2 separate regions of the Danio rerio genome follow, and region 2 is linked to region 1. A link is a contact called in public HiChIP or PLAC-seq data. All regions are on one chromosome and are shown on one strand. The core of a region is the stretch at or near the end of the contact, and the rest is flanking DNA. Distances in the headings are between cores, read along the strand shown.

Region 1 (5,512 bases), core at 1,108-3,607:
TAGGCTAATGTGTTTCAACATAAACATGTCAGTCAGAGTAGTTCGCGGTTTATTCCGCTGTGGTGACTCCTAGTAAATCATGAATTAAGCCAAAGGAAAAGCAGAAGACTTTTAGGCCTATCAGTTAAGCATTTTATGAAACACTATTGGTTGGTTAGCATTCTTAAGAGGTTTCAATTATGCATCAATTAACTGGAATACAACATATTCTCAACAGTGGCTTTAGGTGTGGTAAGCATAGTAGCAGTAATAGTGGAATATTTTTTCCCTATTGAATTATAAGACAATATTGCACATGTAATTTGAAAACCTGATTAAACCAGCTTTAGATGCTTGGCTGGTTTTAGCTGGTCATCCTGCCTATAGTCTCGCTGGTTTCGGCCATTTCTTTAGCTGGTCAGGCTGGAAGACTTGCTGAAATGACCAGCTTGACCAACATTGCCTTGCTGGGAGACCAGCTAAAACCAGTTACTTCCAGGTTAAAACAGCAAACTAGTTTAGGCTAGTTCAGTAGGGCGTTTCAGCATCGATATTGCAATGTGCGGATCCACAATAGTCACATTAAAATATATGCAATGTTGAGTCTTAGTTGAGCAAGAGCCACACAATTGTATTCAATTACCACATTTATACAGAATTTATGCAAAAAAAATTGTTTTGATCTTATTTCTAGTCCAAATATCTACCTTTCAAAGTGAAAACAAGATTAGCTTGATATAATTTAGCTTGTTTAAAGGAAAGATTGTTAATTTTGAATTATTCTGAATGTGAAAACTAAATAATTTTACTTGAATTTTCTATAAGAAAATTGTTCTAGGATTTTTTTTTGGCTAGAAATAAGACAAAGTAAAGAAACGCTTTTTTGCGTTGTCATTTATTCTGTACCAGTTGCGTCGTGATTTATTCTGATTTATTCTGTGATAAGTTCTGTCCCCGGATTCTGTTCCCATATAGAGTCCCCAGAAAACCGTCAAATAGAGATACTGCATTCATATCGCAATATTTATCGCAGAAAAATAAAATATCGCAATATCAGATTTTTCCAATAAGTAGGGCGTAACAATCACTCTGCTTCATGGCTGCATCACCGCCTTGGGTGTGCCTTTTTTTTTTTGATAATTCAGCATTGTAAAATATTCCTTACTTATAATGACATGGGCTAGTAAAATTAGCTATTAATATATTATTTAGCAATTTATGTTTATATAGTAAAGCTTATAAGCAACTGACATTAGTTAATTATAGTGAACATGAACTAAGAGTGAACTGAGAATAAACAACACTTCATTCATTCATTCATTCATTCATTCATTCATTCATTCATTTTCCTTCGTGTTAATTGTCTAAGTTATTCAATTTACCTATAATGCATATCTTTTGGATCCACACCAACCCAGAGAGAACATGCAAACGCTACACAGAAATCTCAACTGGCCCAGCCGAGACTCGAACCAGCGACCTTCCTGCTGTAAGGCAACAGTGCTAACCACTGAGCCACCGTGCCACCTTTTTAAAACTTTTCGAGATTAAAAGTTGTCGGAAGAAAGATCGAGGCCCCATAACGCAATTCAAAAGCATAAACCGTAACCACTGAGCCACCGTGTCACCTAAACAGTACTTCTACTTTGCAAAACTTTAAAAAAGTATTAAAAATATAGATGTTTAGCCCAACTTTAACCCACTTAACAAGTTTGTCTATATTTAACCTACATTTGAGTTTTTGCATTGTTACGATTTAATTTTACTGTGAACATTCACTAAAAGGTGAATATTAAGACCTAATTAAAGTAAACTACTTAATATCGTAATACCTTAGAAACATTTTGATTTTACGACAAATAAAACCAAACCTTTTAATTCTTTATTGTCAAATGGTAGCACTGTTTGTGAATATCTCTTTTGTAAAAAAAATTAATAAAATTATATTATTACTACTATAATTATTATTATCATATACACTCAAACATTTACAGACAGAAGATTATAAGTGATCAAACCCAATTAAAGGCGCCTTTTCTTCCTCATCTTCATCCTCACAGCAGCAGCAGCAGCAGAATTTGATGCAAAACTTCTTGAAGGCGGTTCCCATCCTCAAAATGCAACACTAGAAGATCCACAGAAGATTTCACATTTGCAAGATGAGCATTAAACAACATCCCTGCTTCTCACACAGCACAAAGGTAAGATTTCTGACGATTAAAAAGTTCATTAAAATAAACCTCATCCCTCAGATTAGTAATTTGTCAGGTATACATTTTCATATCCAAACTATTCTAAGTTACTCACCCCAATAACTGGTGGAATGCAGAATCCATCAAGTCCAAACGCGATTTTCAGTTATTCAGAAGTCGAGCATCTTTTGGGACCCAGAGAGCGACTAAAGCGTCCCGGTCTCTCTCTCTAGAATGAATAACATCACAGTTTGGTCATGAGTCTGAGCTGTGTGACCTGAGGCCATCACAGAGCTCTAAATAAAGCCACTCGTCCCACAGCCCCCAAACACAAATGTGCTTTTACCTCTGCGAATGATTTCAGCCTCAGTTTCTCACTGCATATATCCAAGTTTTGGAAAGAGTAAAAGTGAAAAAACGAAGCAGGTTGGAAGTAAAAATAGAGATTACGTAACACGGTTGCTTCATATTCTTATGAAAACCAATAATCCTAAAGCTCCTGCGAACGCTGGCAAAATAAGCAGACTGATAAATAGCAGACTTAAGAAATGTGGAACAGCAGGTCAGCGTTCAGCCAGAATCATTTAGGATTCATTGTGCCTTTGATAAATGTTCAAAAATGATTTGCACCATCAAAATGATAAACGCATTAAAAGCTAGTATATGCATATACAGTGCATTCGATAGCGCTTCACTTATTCCGCATTTTTTACAGCCTTATTCCAAAATGGAGTAAATTAATTTATTTTCTCAAAATTCTACACACAATACCCCATAATGACCATGTGAACAAAAGAGTTACTTAAATTGTTGCAAATTAATAACAATAAAAAACCTGAAAAATCACGTGTAAATCAGTATTCACAGCCTTTGCTCAATACTTTGTTGATGCACCTTTGGCAGCGATCACAGCCTCAAGTCTTTTTGAATATGATGCCACAAGCTCGGCACACCTGTCTTTGGAAATTTTTGCCCATTCCTCTTTGCAGTACCTCTCAAGCTCTATCAGGTTGGATGGGAAGCGACAGTGTACAGCCATTAACAGATCTCTCCAAAGATGTTCAATAGGATTTAGGTTTGGGCTCTGACTGGGCCACTCAAGGACGTTCACTGAGTTGTTGTGAAGCCACTCCATTGACATTTTGGCAGTGTGCTTTGGGTCATTGTCTTGCTGGAAGATGAACCACCGCCCCAGTCTGAGGTCAAGAGCATTCTGAAGCAGGTTTTCATTTAGGATGTCTCTGTACATTGCTGCTTTCATCTTTCCCTCTATCCTGAATAGTCTTCCAGTTCCTGCTGCTGAAAAACATCCTCACAGCATGATGCTGCCACCACCATGCGTCACTGTAGGGATGGTATTAGCCTGGTGATGAGCACTGCCTAGTTTTCACCTGGCATTCACTCCAAAGAGTTAAATTTTAGTCTCATCAGACCAGAGAATTTAGTTTCTGATGGTCTGAGAGTCCGTCAGATGCCTTTTGGCAAATTCCAGGTGGGGAGTTGCTTCCGTCTGGTCACTGTACCATACAGGCCTGATTGGTGGATTGCTGCACAGATGGTTGTCCTTCTGTATCGTACACTGGAGCTCAGAGAGAGTGACTATCAGGTTATTGATTACCTCCCTGACTAAGGCTCTTTCCCCCTGATTACTCAGCTTAGATGGCTCTAGGAAGAGTCCTGGTGGTTCCAAACAGCTTTCACTTACTGATGATGGAGGCCATTGAGCTCATTTGTACTTTCAGAGCAGCAGAAAATTTTCAGTAACCTTCCCCAGCCTTGTGCCTCGAGACAATCCTGTCTCAGAGGTCTACAGACAATTCCTTTGTCTTCATGCTTAGTTTGTGCTTTGACATGCACTGTTAACCCTGGGACCTAATATAGACAGATGTATGCCTTTTCAGATCATGTCCAATCAACTGAATTGACCACAGGTGAACTCCAGTGAAGCTGCTGAAACATCTCAAGAATGATCAGTGGAAACAGAATGCACCTGAGCTCAATTTAGAGCTTCACGGCAAACGCTGTGAATACTGATGTACATGTGATTTTACAGGTTTTTTATTTTGAATAAATTTGTAACAATTTCAAAAACTCTTTCATCACATTGTCATTATGGGGTATTGTGTGTAGAATGTTGAGGAAATAAATGTATTTAATCCATTTTGGAATAAGGCTGTAACAAAAAAAAAAAAAAAGGTGGAAAAAGTGAAGCGCTATCAATACTTTCCGGATGCACTGTATACGTTTTAAATATTTTATATCATAATAAGTGTTAGAAAATAGTTTTATTATACTATTTAGGATGAATTAATCTTCAGATTTGATTAATTCCAGTTCTTTTAGTGCTTTAAACTTATTTCAGATTTGTACAAATTAGATTTTGTTTTATTTATTTATTTATTATCATAATTATGTCTCTTTTGTTTTACGAAACACACACACAAACAAATGTACTGTTTGTTTTATCAGCAGTCGAAGATCATAAAAAAGGGGTGATAATTTCAGTTTTCGCTTTGTAGTCACAAAACTCCAGAACTAAACTGACATTCATGCATTTGGCCATGCATATACAAGATGAGCCGTTTAATTTGACAGTCTTTGAAGACTTGCAAACACTTCCCATCCTCATTTGTACCTTCCAGGTTTAATCGGCGGCATGTTTTCCTCAAATGTGCAATCTTTGCAGTGATAAGCCTGCAAATGCATACGGATCACTGAAAATGTAACTGCATTGACAGAAGAACCAAGGAAAATTTCAGCTCTCTGAATTGATAAGGCGAGGGAAACAGAGAAGTGTTTGATGTGTGATCCTCATGTGAGAGGCTCATAGGCTGTGTTTAATCACATGGTGGACAGAGCACAACTCTCTCTGCCAGAGGCTCTCGCTGTCTCGAAAGGCAGAATACAAATAATCATCCTTGTGATTATATCAGGATGTTTTTAAAGAGATGAGAAAAGCCAGCAAGAGCCAATACACTTATCCTTATAGTAAATTCTAATTATACACACTAAAATAAGGTGCAAAAGCCAACATTTATTAGATTTGAAAGGATATAATTCTGCCATGGTTTACTCATGCTTGACTTGATCCAAACTAGTTTTGTTTTCTTTTCTGTTAAACAAAAGAAGATATTTTAAAGAATGTTGACTTCCATTGACTTCCTTAGTATTGTTTTTTGTTTACTATGGATGTCCTTGATTTACAACATTCTTCAAAATATATTCTTTTGTGTTCAACAGAAGAAAGAGACTGGTTTGGAACACATCAAGGGTGTGTAAACAAAGTTTTTGGGTGAACTGGTGTTTATCGAGCTGAAAATATGCCATTGTATTCATTTGAA
Region 2 (5,290 bases), core at 113-2,612, 69 kb before region 1:
TTGAAATACTACTAAGCAACAATTTATCAGTGTATTAAAAGACTATAGTTGCACAAGCCAAGTTGGTGATTTGAGGAACAATCCAGCTCAGCCGCTGAATATGCGGCCTGTTGGTTTTTTGACCATATCCAACATCCTTATGAGTTTTTTTTATCAGTAGACATCTCTGATGGTGTCCATATGTGGCTTTTTCGTCCAGTTATGGAGTCACGTTTGGTGGGGTGATGCTGCGGGGGGAGGAGGGAACTAGCAGAAAGCCTAAAACGAGTATTATGGTATTCATTTTAGCATGCATGGTAATCTGAAACCCCTCCCTTACACCAACACCCCCCTCCACCCCACCCCACCCCAAAAGACACACACAGAAACACCTCTTTCTTGCATATCGCCATGACAACTGCCAGCACAGGAAGAATATTATGGTCTGTGTTTTCTTTTGGCTGAGACATTATTACTGAATATTTGGTGCTTTAGAGTGTGGAGGAGGGGTGCGCCTGAGTGGGTTGTCATGACGACCATCTCTATATTTCTTTGATATGTAATTATGCTATATGGTGCCTACCACTCCCCATCCCCCCCCCCCCCCCCCCCCCAACAAATTACATTTTTTTTTTCTACACATGTACATGTGTTCATGCATATGTGATGGACTCGATATGTGCGTCAATTTACTTTCAGAGAAATCCAGGTGATACAGGATGACAATGGGAAAGGCCTATGGCTTTCTTAACCCAAGATGAGGAGAAATTAGAAAATGCCAAGCAAAACATTGTCCTATCAGTTGAAGACAGGTGGCCATTTTATTTTGAGGCCTTTTAGAGCTGCATTATCAATGTGACATTTGAACTTGAGAGGTCTTGAACCTTGAACCAGACCCATTTCCTGCCATTCAGGCCCATTTTTTGAGGGCCAAACCGAAGTTGTGCTTGTTGTACAGAATAGTTGTGCGGTAAACTACCATTGGTGTAAAGTGCACTAACTTTAGGTTTTGATTATAGGTGCCATTTTATACGCTCAAAAATGTCTACTGTACATGTGCTGTAATAAGGAAGCGGGCTGGCGAGGAGTTGCTAATCGACTTTTTTTTTTCCCTCTCTCTCTCTTCCGGCTCAGTTCCCGTTCATTCTTTTTTCGGAGTTATGGTTATTGTGGGATGTCAGTGACTATGTTTATTATTATGGGATGTTCGCAGGGGTGGGAGGGGGGGTGGCTGTCGCCATGGCAACTGTTGCTAAGGGCACGGTGGAATGGGGAAGAGAGGGTCTGCCTTCGGTTGTTAGGGGGTTATTATGGTCTGTATGTTGCAAGGTAACTATGCGGTGGGGGGAGGGGTGAATGTCTGTATGTATGTGTATGTGTGAATATGGGGAGGGAGATTATTATGGGATGTCTGGCCCCTGATCTCTTTGTGTCTATGCAAAGGGTGTAAGTGGCAGAAGGAGAAACTGCGACGTTGTGTGCATCCTACAGCTGAGGAAAAAAAAATATCTGGATATACTTTCACTACTTACTCATTAGAAACAGGAAGATCACACTTTGCATTTAAGTGTTGATGAGAAGGAGCCAAAGCAACGTGGGGACATATTTTATTGCATTATTTTTTATATTTTTTGAAAAAAGGAACAGGTCAAGTTGTGTGAGTACACTTTCTTACACTGTACTACGTCAATTATGCTAATGTTGTTTTATGATTCGTACTATTTGTGACATTTTAATGCGTGTTAAAATTAAAACACCTTAAAAGTTATAGAGACTTTGCAGGTTAGCGTCCCTAGCCTGCTTAGCTAATGCCTCACTCACAGCATGCCCCAATTGCCAATTCAATGGCCATAACTTCTTTTAACCGCGTATTTTAAAAGTTTTATGATGGTTTTTCATTTGCATTAAACCAAAATGAAGTTTATCCAGCAGTATTATATACATTCGCATGCTTTTCGAATTTATTTTTGGCATGGAGTGACCACTATGATCAGCATGCTACCGTGACTATTAACTTCCGTTTGTATTGTTCTTTTATTTTCTGCCTCCCCCGGCTTCAGGAAGGCACCAGAGGAGGTGAAAATCGGCATACAAGTGTTCACGATCCCCTCTGGCTGGTGTAATCAACAATATGTCCGGCAGTGAGGACGATAGAGACGATTTTGAACATCGGTCTGTGATGCAAGGTAAAATATTTACATTTACGTATGTGGGTCAACTTCACTCGGATGGTCCGTTTTGCTGTCATTTATTGAGTTTATGGATGAAATATGACATAAACCGATTAGTTGTGACGCATTTTATGTTGTCGTTTGGAGTTTATTGACGTGAAACTTCATTTATTCGATGGCTAGTCGGCTAACTAAACAACAACTGGGGTTGATTCTAGATATTTCATTTTATATCACACGTATTGAACTAGAATTGTCATTTTAATGAAGAAGTCACCTTATATTTTTGGATATCATATAATTTTATCACCCTCTTGACGTTTTTAAGTCAGCGCTTTGTGTTGCCGGGTTTTTTTCTGCGCGGCTAGCCGTCGACTTACCTGTTATTTTTACCTTCACAGTCAAATAATATCCTCTCATATTTGTCAGATACGACACAGTAGTATAATTTGAGCGTCTTGGTGTGATTGTTGAGCAGTAGGAATGGTTTTATAATAATATTTGATGTATTGTTGTTGTACCGGCTTCGCGGCCTACCGGTAACAGTCGCGTGCTGCTAGTTTGACGCGTGAGGATTTTCAGTGTCTGACTGTTCGCGCGCTGTCGGCCTGTACAGTTGACGCAAAATATGCGCAAATTTACCTAGTATATGTCTATAAATGCCGACTTTTAAGCTTAATATTTTGATTTTGCACATCAGTGTGTGCAGGAATCGGATGTGACGCCAGTTTTTGAGGGAAATGGTTAAAGGGGGGCTTTGCCCGGTTTTCAGTTTACAGAATGAAGCCAAAATACTCGTTCTTGTTCATTTAAAAATGGAAGAAAGGTTAAATTTAACAGCTACAGGAAGGATATTTATAACACAAATGTATTGTGTGCAAGTTCATAGTATATTTAATGCAGTTAGTCAACTCAAAGTGACTTCTATATTTCTTTTACTTCTATATACCTGGAGAAAACCCAGTATATTGTTTTTCATAATGAAATATGAGGCAAGTCCATTAAGATCTTATCCGATTACTGTCATCCATGGGAAAACCTAGTCAAGGATTGACAGGATAATAATGCACGATAATGACAACAGTGCTTTGAGACTTCCCTAAACAGAGATGGTAAAATCAAGTCCATAATGACTTCTATTTTCTATTATTAAATTCAGTATTTGCAGTCCTGTTATCAAAAATAATATTTATTATCTGATTAAAATGTTATGTTATAGTGAATGCCTGTTATTTTCTCTCTCTCTCCCCCCTCAGTCATTCAATACATCTGTCATTCAATTAATTTTGACAGCTTGTATGAAAATATAGAGCCTCAGATTATTTTTACCCAGTCCTGATCAATGATTGTAATAGATTTGTAGATGGTTAATCTATCGCTGTGCTTTTATTAGATTAAACGTAAAGGCCAACGAAGAGCATTTAATGATTTATTGGATTAATCCGAGCAGCTCTTTGCCTAATTACAGAATTTAATGTTAAATTCCTCGTCAAAATAATGAAAATCAATAAAAGTTTTTAAATTTGAGTTTTTGTAGGGCTCATACAGACTAAATATTCAACTAAACATTAGTCTGAAATATTAAATCGATCTTTCTAGGCATGGAATGATAACTGTTTTCAAGGGATACCGCGGTTTGGAAAAGTCAAGGTTTCAAAGCTGCCTAAATTGTCTGCGTGCGTTCCTACTGTATATGTAAGATTTTTTTTATTTATTACGTTTTTTTTTAGTTTTTTATGACAACAGTATCTCCAGCAGACATCCAAAGACGCTGTTTTAAATTGTAAAGAAATCTGTTTTTGAAATTAATGAAGACAGCAGAAGTTACTAGCTATTAGGGTTGTCACGATGCCATAAATTCAGGCCACAATACTATACCAGTTGAAGTATAACGATATCAAGTAGTATAGCAATGTTGTACTAATTCATAACTCAAATTTATGAAATACAGCAAATTGTTAGAAGTACTATATTTCATAATACTTACATTTAATTAATAATTTCTTTATTATTGAAAATGTCTTAATTTCACAACTTTGTTTTATTTGCATAAACTGTGACTCTTCTGTTGTTATTGCTATAGTAATATTAAAATAAATAAATCTTTGTTTACGCCATATGATCTGTCATGACTGCAGCAAACTACGACCTGTATGCAGACAGTTCAATTTAAAGTAAAATGGTCTATTGATTATTTGCCGGCATAGATATGTAAGCATTTTAGTGACTTTTTTTTTCACACGCAACATTAACTGACGATATCATTAATGACGATACTACCGTTTACAGACTACAGTGGCACTGGCAGTATTTTGGAGCCATACGGTGCTACTGAAGTACTAGTAAACCATGCAACCCTACTGGCTTCATTTCCATCCAAAGATGCAAATTAAATTTATGGGTAAAACTGGAATATCACAAAAAGACTTACAAATTAAGCAGCATTTCCATCCAATGAGTCTAAGAGAACAAAATCGTCACTTCCTGATTAACTGGTGCCAGATATCAAGAGTAAAAACAAAATTTTCAGCAGAAGAAGCTGCATAAATCTTTTCTTCATTTAATAAATGACTTGCGCCTCAGAAGACAAATGCCATGACGCAGTAAACATGTGGTAACGTCAATTAATAATATCATAACACTAATACTGAAATAGTTTTGGCTTTTTAGAATAACCAAAACAACTTTTCAGCTGTTTTACAATGTGGTTCGGTAAAAGTGTTTCCATTGTAGTTGCATTTTTCTTATCGAATAAAAAGTTTATCGTACTCGGTTATACACATACGTTTTTTTAAATATATGCACATTATGGCGTTTCCATCACCCGATCTTTTCTGCACATATGCAAATTGCGCATTAAAATAGGTTGATGGAAACATCGCTAATGATGTATTAAAATTATTTAGCCTGACGTTTACTATTCCAAAATATTTTAAATGTTTCTCAAAATAAAATAAATTGTGTTCAAGGGGAAAACAGTTTTGTTATTTACCCAGACATTTAAAAAAGAATATATTTTAGAGTAGTAATCACAATACCGTGTTATTTTTATACGAGGTTATCATACCATCTGAATCATATACCAGTCCATGCCTAGATCTTACTCAGTACAAAATCTTTTCAAATATTTTTATCAGTAC

Evidence for each region. HiChIP or PLAC-seq counts read pairs in DNA pulled down with a chosen protein or histone mark.
Region 2: an H3K4me3 HiChIP or PLAC-seq map of gastrula embryo shows a contact between it and region 1, with 2.8 times the contacts expected there. The contact joins the promoter of chd4a here to the promoter of zgc:91968 in region 1. A contact is called at or near these places in 2 of 4 datasets of contacts at active chromatin or transcription factors (embryo and gastrula embryo).

The regions. Positions count from the first base shown.
Region 1 is chr19:5,919,931-5,925,442 of GRCz12tu, reverse strand. It overlaps zgc:91968, which reads right to left and starts at 2,357. Exons shown (of 6, transcript NM_001002167.1): 1 at 2,287-2,357; 2 at 1,998-2,104. The coding sequence starts at 2,089.
Region 2 is chr19:5,988,394-5,993,683 of GRCz12tu, reverse strand. It overlaps chd4a (chromodomain helicase DNA binding protein 4a), which reads left to right and starts at 1,362. Exons shown (of 41, transcript NM_001044858.1): 1 at 1,362-1,636; 2 at 2,040-2,165. The coding sequence starts at 2,111.